Regions from separate parts of the Ovis aries genome. Here region 2 is linked to region 1. A link is a contact called in public Hi-C data. All regions are on one chromosome and are shown on one strand. Each heading gives the region's core, a stretch centred on a gene start, on an enhancer-like site or on the middle of the called end of the contact. The rest is flanking DNA. Distances are from core to core; before and after follow the strand shown. Region 1 holds the start of HGFAC (HGF activator). Region 2 overlaps RGS12 (regulator of G protein signaling 12).

What was found. Hi-C and Micro-C count contacts between places; a contact is called where the count stands out from the background.
Region 2: a Hi-C map of liver shows a contact between it and region 1, with 4 times the contacts expected there. The contact joins the enhancer-like site here to the promoter of HGFAC in region 1. A contact is called at or near these places in 5 of 16 Hi-C or Micro-C datasets (blood, hypothalamus, liver and 2 more).

The regions. Positions count from the first base shown.
Region 1 is chr6:116,149,672-116,154,590 of ARS-UI_Ramb_v3.0, forward strand. HGFAC (HGF activator) reads right to left here and starts at 2,719. Exons shown (of 13, transcript XM_060417699.1): 1 at 2,395-2,719; 2 at 1,721-1,889; 3 at 1,467-1,566; 4 at 1,169-1,248; 5 at 526-648; 6 at 293-424; 7 at 24-134. The coding sequence starts at 2,715. RGS12 (regulator of G protein signaling 12) reads right to left here. Exons shown (of 18, transcript XM_042251687.2): 18 at 4,202-4,686. The coding sequence ends at 4,463.
Region 2 is chr6:116,220,257-116,225,175 of ARS-UI_Ramb_v3.0, forward strand. The region is part of intron 3 of RGS12 (regulator of G protein signaling 12); the gene reads right to left. Among named protein-coding and RNA genes, the nearest start is that of RGS12, 55 kb to the right of the region's middle. Within about 2 kb of position 2,260, at least 3 of the 54 cell types and tissues checked have an H3K27ac peak or open chromatin away from gene starts, as enhancers often do. A contact at or near this core is called in liver, where this site is marked.

The DNA.
Region 1 (4,919 bases), core at 1,469-3,968:
CCGCTCCAGGCTGGGTGACTCACCAATGTTGCAGAGCCGCCCGGCGTAGCCTGGGGGGCAGGCGCAGACGGTGGTCCCGGTGGCCACGATCAGGTGGCAGGAACCGCCGTTCAGGCAGGGGCTGCTCAGACAAGCTGGGGGGAGCACTTGGGAGCTAGGCCTCGGCCCCGAGCCAGGGGCGGGGGTGGGGTGTCTAGGCCTGGTTCCCGCCCCAGTGCCCCTCTCTGGTGGCCCTTCCCAGAGCGCAGGCTCAGTGACGTGGCCCGCCCCGCCGGACCGCACCCTTGAGTACCTGTGTGGCGGGTCCCCTCACAGTGGACCTGGCCCCCCGAGCACTCGCACTGTTCCACGCGGCCCTGGTGCACGTGGGCCCAACGATCGCCCGGCTCCAGGTACTCGTAGCGGCTCTCATCAAAGCACTTTGCTGGGGCGGGGGGTGGGAGGGGCGGGGGGGCCGGGAGGGGGCACAGTGAGCCGCTGCTCCCGCCTGTGGCCAGCGCCCTGCCGCCCCGCCACCCCACTCACCTGTGCCGCAGTCCTGGCCGGTGAAGGCCTCAGGGCAGGTGCAGTGGTGTGACTCGGGGTCCTGTGTGCTGGAGCATGAGCCTCCGTGGAGGCAGGGGCCAGAGGCACAGGGGTCCCGGGGGGCTGGGCACACACGCAAGGGAGGGGGCTGTCTCAGAGTCCCGCAGGCTTTGGGCCCCCACCCGCACCGTGATACTCCCTGCTTGCCAAGGGCCTGCCGCCTTCAAGATGCCCCTTCTAAGGCTCCTCGGGGCATGTGTGCCCTGCAGGCCTCTGCCCTCCCCACTCCACCCCTGCCCAGCTCTCAAAGCCTGGGCAGGCAGGCCTCTGGCTCCGCATCCAACACCCCAAGAGCCGGACCCCAACAAGCAGCACGCTGGCCCTGGAGCGCCCTGCACGGGGACCTGCAGGGCCCAGCCTGACCAGCAGGGGGCGGCGAGGCCCCAGCAATAGCCAGAGCAGCTCTGTGGCCCCAGAGAGGGCGGGACCCTGCCTTGTGGGTGGGCGGGTGTTCCCCACTCCTGCAGGCCCCAGGCCTGCAGTAGAATGAGCCGCAGACAGGACAGGAGCCCCTACCCCAGCTCAGCTCCGACTCCCCACAGGAGATCACGCCCACCCCCGGCTTCAGACCCCAGGCACCCACCTGGGCCCCCCTGGGGAGCGGGGTCCTGCACACAGTAGCCCCAGGCCCTGTCCCGGTCGTAGTTGTGAGTCGTGGCACACCTGGGGGTGAGGCGGGTGCTGATGGGGGAGGGCACCCAGAGACCAGCTCGTCCCGACCCCAACTCAGGCTGGCTGGCTGGCCGCTCTGGAGCGCTCTCCCGCTCAGGCCCTCATTCGTTCACTCCACCTGCTGCGTGCTGGGCTCAGGCCGGAGTCGGGAGGGCAGAGGGCGGGAGGGCCTCCAGGGTGGACTCGGGGGCGCGGGGACCGGGACCCACCACTTCCTGTGGGCGCTTCCCTCTGCAGTGCAAGAGTGCAGCATGCGGCCGCCGTAGCGGAATGGGAACCTGCAGGGCTGCCCGGCCTCGGTGAGCACTGCTGGGGGGGGGACATGGGGGTCAACAGCTCCTGCGCCGGACACCTCCCTACCCCCATCACCCACCCCACTCCACCCCCCGGGGCTGTGGTGGTCCCCCCAGACCCCCGTCTGGGGGTCACCTGCCGCCTCCTCCAAGAAGCCCTCCTAACGCACCTGTGCCCCCAGGGCCGTTGGAGGGGGCTCCCCAGGGCAGGGGGGTGAGCCCTCCACCAGGGGGCCCCTCTGTCTGGGATGCTCCCACGGCTGCAGTGCTGGGGGTCACTGAGGTTACAGGGGTCACAGGAGTCACTGTGGCGTTGTGTCCTGGGGGCTCCCCTTGGCTCTGGGAAGGGCCGAGAGGGCTGTGATGGGGGGTGTGGGGCGGGCCCCTCACATGAGGACCTGCCTCAATTTGCATGTCAGCGTCCTCAGGCCTTGGAGTGGGGACCAGGGGACACCGGCCTCAGCTGAATACTGTCCCCTCCCCATCCGCCCAGTCCAAGGAGCCAGGACACCAGCATCACTGCCACCCAGGCTTGAATCCTGGGGTTGGGGTCAGACGAGAGCAGCTGTGTGGCTTTCAGAGCCCCCCATAACCTCAGACACGTGGACCCAACAGGCCCAGAGGGCAGGGACCAGCCCCTGAGCCCCCAGGCGGGGGACCAGCAAGTTGGAGCCCCCGGCCTCCTGTCCCCCAGGCCCACCCAACACGCCCACCTCGGCACCGAAGGTCCACTTTCCCCATGGTGGGCCCCTCACCCCGTCCACACCCAGCCTTGACCTCACCCTAGGACCCAGAGTGGGCCCGGGGGAGCCTGTGGTCACAGAGCTTTGGGGTCAGCGCTCACCCTGGCAGCCTGGGGCTGTGCCCCGTGAGGCAGCAGCAGCAGCAGCAGCAACAGCAGGGCTGGCCTGGGCGGGGGGCAGGGGCTGGCGACCCAGGCCCAGCACCCCATGGCTCCTCCTGGGCTGGCGTGAGGAGCAGCGGGACGCGGGAGCAGGGTGAGGGTCAAGGCCGCCGGCAAATGATTAACCCTGGCTGCCTCCCGTGCCAGGAGGCCCGCACGTCTGCCGTATCTGCCGCCCGGCTCACCCTGCCTGGGCCAGCAGTCCCCTCTTGCCTCCGCCATGCTCTTCCTGGACCTGACCGCGTCCTCCAGGCTCAGCATAGACGCCTCCTCCAGGAAGTCTTCCAGGATGACGTGGAAGGAAGAGGCCTGGACCCCCCAACCCCAGCTTCCGGTCCCCACCCAGCCAGAGGGCTGGCCACTGTGTGCTTATGAGCTGTACCAGCCAGAGCAGCTGTATGTGCTGGGCCCTTTGGCACGGCCCCATGGCAGGCAGGAGGCCAGGCGCAGGGGAGCGTATGCGCACTGGGGTGGGAGTTAAGGACAAGGCCCCGGACAGGGACCTCCGCCGCCCTCCACAGTGTTTCCATCTGTCCCCTCCCAAGGTGAGCCTGGGATGGGGCCCCCGTGCAAGGGGAGCAGGGAGGAGGCCTCCCCCCAGCCCCCTGCCCCCCACAGCTCCTGGACCCACAGGGACGCCGCCTCAGGAAGCCCAGGACCAGGACCACCCGCGCCGTCCTGCCTCCCCCATCCCGAGCCCCTGGCCAGGCATCTGGGCCCACTGAGACCCAGCTTGGGGCCCTGCCCTGGTCTGGGGGCACTTTGCTCCCTGACCCATGAACGGGGATGGGGTGTTGCCCCCCAGACATGGAGTCGTTGCGCCAGGCGGCCTGTGGCTTGTGACTGCAGCCGTGAGCAGAGCTGCTCGGGGACCCTCTTCGTCAGTTTGAGAGGGTCACGGAGGCCAGGGGGCCCCGATCCCTGTGAGCCGGCTCAGCTGCCAACACGGGGTGGAGGGAAGGGCTGGCCCAGGGTGGGGTTGGCCTGGCGCTGCAGCCGCCTTGGTGGGCACCCCAGATCGCCCTCTCTGGGCCCTCATTTGCCCTCTGTGCAGACAGGAAGCGCAGAAACGGGGGGCACCCAGCTTGGATGTGGTAGGTGCTGGGCCCTCTTCCATGTGGGTGCCCTTGGGCTCAGCTCAGGGCACAGCCCCGTGGCCCCGGGGGCACTGAGGCTTAGGGCCCTTCTGCAAGCCTGGAGGGCGTCTCTGTGGGCAGGGCTTCCCACACGGGCTCCGTCCACCTAGGACCTGGGCCCGTGTCACCATCTCTGCCTCCCTCCACCCCGTGCCCTGCCTCCGGGCCTGGCTGCCACTCCCACCCCTCCGGACCCCTGCCTCAGGGCCTTGGCACAGGCTGCCACCTTTTCCCAGGCTTTCTTGGGCAGGCAGGGCTCCCCCGACACAGTCACTGCACAGACTGGCCTTGCCAGACCACTTGTCTGAATGAGGCCAGGGTCAGGGTGGCCTGAGGGGTCCCCAGGCAGAGCGCCACCCCCATTGGTGGCCGCCCTGAGAGGACGACCCTGCGGGGCCCCTGGCAGGTGGTGTGAAGCAGACAAGACATGGCCTGGACGGGGCAGGACCTCAGCCAGCCGCCCACACGCTGGGCCCGCGCCCCCTTCTGATCAGCCTTGTCTCCCTGCCCGCCTCTGACCTCACCCCCTTGAGCTGGCCCCCCGTGACATGCCGGGGCCACAGCTCCCTGGGGGAGGGCCTGTGCCCCAGGACCCAGCACGAGGCCGACAGTCGGGTCCGCTCTGACACTTTATTGTGGGAAGGCTGGGCGCCAAGCAGCAGGGGCAGGGCCACCAGCCCTCTGAGCCGGCCCTGGTGGGCATCTGAGGCCAGGCCGCCGGGGGGTGGCTGACCTGGCCTGTCCGAGGCCCCCGAGGGGCTCAGCTGCCCTCCCTCAAGACCACTGCTCTCCACGCGTGTGTGTCCCGGCCGGCAGCCCGGGTGCAGGGTCCGCAGAGTTGGCCGGCAGGGACGGGCCAGCAGGCGGCAGCCTCAGACAAAGGTGGCATGGTGCGGGCTGGCCTTGGGCTTGGCGGGCCCCCCGGGGACGGGGCTCGGGGCGGGGCGGGCCGACGTAGGGGCCCCGCTGGCCCGTGGCCTCCAGGGGGCTGTCCGCACCCCCAGGATGCTGCCGGCTGGCCCCAGTGGCTCGCCAGCGACTCGGTCCACGTCCACGACTGTGCTGACCGGGGGGCGTCGGCTGCCTCGGGCCCCACCTGCTGTCACGGGGAGAAGAGAGAGGCTATCACCCGCCTGTGCGCCCTGGCGGGAGACCCTGGCCACCCTCCTAGCTCAGACCCTGCCAAGGGGTTCCCGCACCACCACCCCCTCCACCCTGTGCGTCCTGGGGCCCCTTGGCCTGTGCTCCGGGGAGCACTCAGCAGGTACCCTGAGGAGGGTCCCAGGCCGAGGGGGACAGTGGGCTCCGGAGAGCGGGCACGGTGAGGGC
Region 2 (4,919 bases), core at 1,010-3,509, 70 kb after region 1:
GCCACCGCCACCCGCTCCGCCTCAGGGAGCACGGGAGGGCGGCCCGTAGCAGGGAGGACACTAGGGGCCATGAGGGCCAGCGAGGAGGCGGAGGGAGCAGGGAGCTGGGGGGCAGGGAGGGCACGGCTGCCCCGCCCAGGAAGGGGGCCCCACGTGCCTGCCGGCCTGGAGGGGCCTCAGAGCCTTTCCTGGGCAGGGCCCCATCTCTAAGGAAAGGGGGTGCCCTCCAGCCCGCGGAGGTCCCCTTCACGCCCGTGGTGGCAGGGCTGAGACACAGAGTGGGACACGGTGATCTCCTTTGCACTCCCTGGCCTCCCCTTCCAGCACGCACACACACACCACACACGTCCACAGGCACATGCGCAGAGGAAACCCACGGGAGGGTTCTGGGGGGTGACCCTGCGGTTTTCATGGGGATCAGCCGAGCCCCTGACTTGGTGACCCTAACTGTCCTCCTCGCTGACTTCCGAGGGCCATGCACTAATTCACAGGGTTTGGGGGGAGGCAGTGACCCCTCGCCAGAGCAGAGGACAGCAGTCTGCAAAGGCCCCCAGGCAGAGCCTAGCCAGACTAACAGGGACCAAGAAGGAAAAGAAACTATGGGACAGGCCCCGCCCACAGGCACAACCTCCTGGTACAGCGTCCGGAGCTCAGCCCTCAGGTCCCCACTTGGTCTGTATTTCCACCGTCTTGCACAGACGTCCCTGTGAGCCTGCACAAGCAGCAAGGTGTCACTTCACAGGTCTTTTTATCACACTCAGCCCGAAAGGTGGCCCAGCCCTGCCGGGTCCACGTGGAGCTGTGCGCTCTGGGCTCCTCTGTGTCTCTGGGGCTCTTTCCGTCTCCCCTTTGGCTATCAGTCCGCCCCTCCTCTGCTGTCCACAGGGCAAAGAGAGGAAGAGAAGAGGTGAGAATCGGGCCACAATGCCCCTCTGCCAGGCAGCACCCTGGGTGGCAGAGCCTGGAGGGCCTCCTGGAGCTCCTGGAGCAAGGGACCAGACATTCTGGGCACCCACCACACTCACCACCGCGTCCTGGTGGTGTAGACCTATCGCCAGATGGGGGTGGGCTCAGAGACAGGGTGAGAAGTCCAGCACAGCCCCTAAGAAGCCTGGCAAGTGCCAGTGGCATGGAGCTGTCCAGCTTGGTCAAGAGGACAAGGGTGGACAACCTCAGAGAGGCCCCTGGCTCCCACCCCTCCCAGAGGAGGCGGGCCCCTAACCTGAACCAGGAGAAGGAGGCCAGCGAAGGTCAGACCAGCCACTCTGGGGGATGCCCAAAACTTCCCAAGGAAGAGGAGGGCCGTCCGCAGTGACGATGGGGACCATCGGGGAGGTGCCCGGGAAACCAGCCTCGCCCGCCCCCAGCTCCTCCCCGCAGGCCTCCTGCAGCCGCCTGGGCTCAGCTGTGAGCCCCGGGCGAGATTCTCCAGTCTGAGTTGAGACACCTGACCATTCGCCGTCTACTGGTCCAAGCCCCCCGCTCCCCAAGCCCTCCCCTCACCCAGACCACCGTGTGGCCCCAAACGTAATCCTAAGGGCCCCTTCCTGCCCCAACGTCCCTCCTGTTTACTCTTGGCAAAGCAGCCGAGGGATCCTTTCTAAAGCCGACTGCCACCCCTCGCGTCCACCCATCCGGCCGGGAAGCCAGTCCTCCGCGGCAGGGTTGGCAGCAGTTTCGCGCAGGGCTGTCCACACCCAGTCGACATTCCATAAACAGTCCCTAAAGGAGGAGACAAGGCCCTGGGAGGCCCTAGCGTGTGCCCCTAAGTCAAGAGGATCTCAGCGAGAGGAAAGATGGCTTCCTACGTAAAGAATTTAAAGAGTACGCTAGCACGGACAGACGAAAATAAGCAAAATCCCAAGTTGAATTTTCCTGGAAAGAGCAAAGCAGCAAAAGTAAGAAATAGGTAAAAAGAGCTCGTTTCAAAATGTCTGGGGAGATTTCACCCCAGACCATGTGAACTCTGTAAATTGCCCAGAGCGCCCCAGAGGTGAGCCAGGGGCTGGAAGGTTGAACCTCTCCGTCAGCCTCAGATCTGAGGTCCAGCTCGGGGTCCCCTGCCTTTGTTTTGGGGGTCATCCCCACAGAGCTCACGTGAAGCAACTCACTCGACCTCAACACCGGCATCGGAGGGACCACGGAGAGCCACCCTCCTCCCAAAGTGCCCCTACCCGGCTCCCCCGCAGGGAGTCTGGACTCGCTCCCCCGGGGGGGAAACGCATGGCCTCAGCGCCCCCTGCTGTCCAGACTGGGCACTGCCAGTCCTGTCACAGCTCCTGGATCCACTCACAGGCGGCCCTTGGCGGAGGGAGCAGGCGCAGAGACTCCTGCCCGCGGTCAGCAGAGGCCCACCCGGATCCACACACAGCACGGCTCTCAGTGGGGACGGGAGGGCCGGCTCCTGGGGGCTGGGCTCCAGAGCCGCTCCCCCAGGCCTGCACTGCTCAGCTCTGATCCCCACACCTGGCGCCCCCTTCAAGGCCCTGGGCACCTTGAAGATGTCACACAGAGGCGAGGACCTCCTTCCGAGGCCGGCTGTACACCTGCGGGCAGGGGCGGGCCTCTGCTGACCCAGTCCCCTGCCCCACCTCTCAGGACCCCGCCTCTCGGTGACCGTCTGCTGTGGTCAGGACCACAACATACAGAAACTCACCTGTCGCTTCCACACCTCCTATCTCAGGATCCCCCCAGGGGGGACCCCATACACCCCCAACTGCCAGCAGCACCTCTCCTCTCCCTGGCCCCCACCCTCCTGCACACCCCTCTGAGGCTCCCGGCCCCTCCTGCACACCCACCTGAGGCTCCCTCCTGGCCCCACCCTCCTGCAAACCCTCCTGAGCCCCCTCCCTGTCCCCTCCTGCACACCCCTCTGAGGCTCACGGGCTGCACTGCCCACTCAGCACTCACAGGCCCGGAGGACACACGATCATGCATGTGGCACTCCCAGGAAGCTACCCGTTCAGAACAGAGAACAAGCAGAGCCAGCGTGAAGCCCACGCGGCCCCACAGGTCACAGGGAAAAGTGTCATCGGTGCCCACTTCTCTCTACGGTTCTGCACTGGACATGCCACCCCGGGCCACAGCTACACGGACGGGGCGTGCAGAGAGTTCTGCAGTGCCTGCCCGCCCCGCGGCACCTGCCTGTCCATCCCGAGGTGGCTGGGGCATCAGCCCAGTCGCGCTGCAGTGGAAAGGCGGCCTGTGGCGATGCTGCCTTGAGCTGCTGCCTGTCCCTTGATCCACAGGCTGTCGTCTCAGAAGGGAGGGACTCTTGTGCCTTCAATGTCGCTGCGAACAGCGGACACTCACGCCCACTAGGCAAGAGTCCGGCTGCTTCACATCCACACCAACATGTACACGGTCCACTGGTCTTTCCATGTCGGACACTCTGCAGTGTGGACCTCACGGACTGCTGTTTGCTTCCCTGACAACTTCTGTGGTTGGATCCACCAGAGCTGGGCTTGCCACTGGGTGTCATCTCTCATCAAAGGCCGGTTTGCATCTCTTGCCGGCTTTGCTCTGCTTGCTGGGCGCCATGGGGACACAGGGCCTCTGAGGGTTGCCGCACTCGTGCCCCCGTCCACCCTAGAGATGGGGTGCTGGGACGAAGGTAGGTTCTGAGCATTCCTGGGTCAGAGTCCATCTCGGCGTTTAGAGTTTGTGTCCAGCTTAGAAAGTCTTTCCCTCCCCAGCACCACGAAGATGAGCGTCTACTTTATCCTCCACTGACTCTCGCTTTGCCCTTCCCAGGAAGATTTCCGACACAGCTGGATTAACTCTGTCTGCACAGCACGGGAGAGAATCCAGCTTCCCTTTCTTTCCCTCTTTTTCCACGTAGACCCGTCCTCACCGCAGCACCACTGAAAGACCACGCCGTCCCCGCTCTGCATACAGCCGGCGCGTCCACAGGCGCGAGTCTGTCTCTTGCCCTCTCTGCTGCTCCGCTGTCTGTCTCTCTGTACTGACACTCACAGGGTCTTCCCCGGCTCTAAGTTCATAAGTTCTGGAGGCTGATAGAGGACGTCTTCCTAACATTCCTCTTCACGAATGTCTTGGCTACTACACTTGACCATCTGCATTTCAACAAATTTTTTAGAATTATCTTCTTAAGCTCAACAAAATCACCTGTTGGGATTCTGATTAAAATTACATCCAATCTATACATCATTTTCTAACTGTATCTACAACTGACTTTTTACATTTTTTTAACTGACTGAGGGCCTTCTTTGCTGCTCATGGGCTTGCTCCAGCTGCAGCGAGCAGGGGCCGCTCTCTCGTTGCGGGGCACGGGCTTCTCGTGCCGCAGGCTCCAGCGTGCATGGGGATTAGCTGTGGCGCACGGGCTTAGCTGCCCTGTGGCACGGTCCTTCCACACGCCACAAGGGATGGCACCCACGTCCCGTGCACTGGCAGATGGATTCTTACCCACTGGGCCACCACGCAAGTCCCACACAGCTGACTTTTGTATGTTGACCATTTATCCAGCAATCTTCCTAAATCACTCATCAATTTCAGAATGAACCCATAGATTGTTTCAGATTTTCCATGTCACAACCTCATCATGCGAGAATGACAACATCGTCATTTTCCTTTGCAAGGTTTTAAACTTCAGTTGTGCTACACGAACCAGGACTTGCAGAAAACATTTAAACTGAAATGGGAGTGACAGATATCCTTCCTCATTCCTGCTCCCAAAGGGAAAGCTCAAGTCTGAAGCATGCCATGGTTTTTTTAATACCCTTATCAAATTAAGGAAGTTCCCCTTAATCCCTATCTTGTTAAGGGTTTTTTTTCTTAACCATGAACAGATATTGAATTTTACCAAATGTCTTTCCTGCTTCTGTTAAGATGATACATGATTTTTCTCCTTTACTCTGTTAATGTGCTAAATTACATGACTGATTTGCAAATGTTAA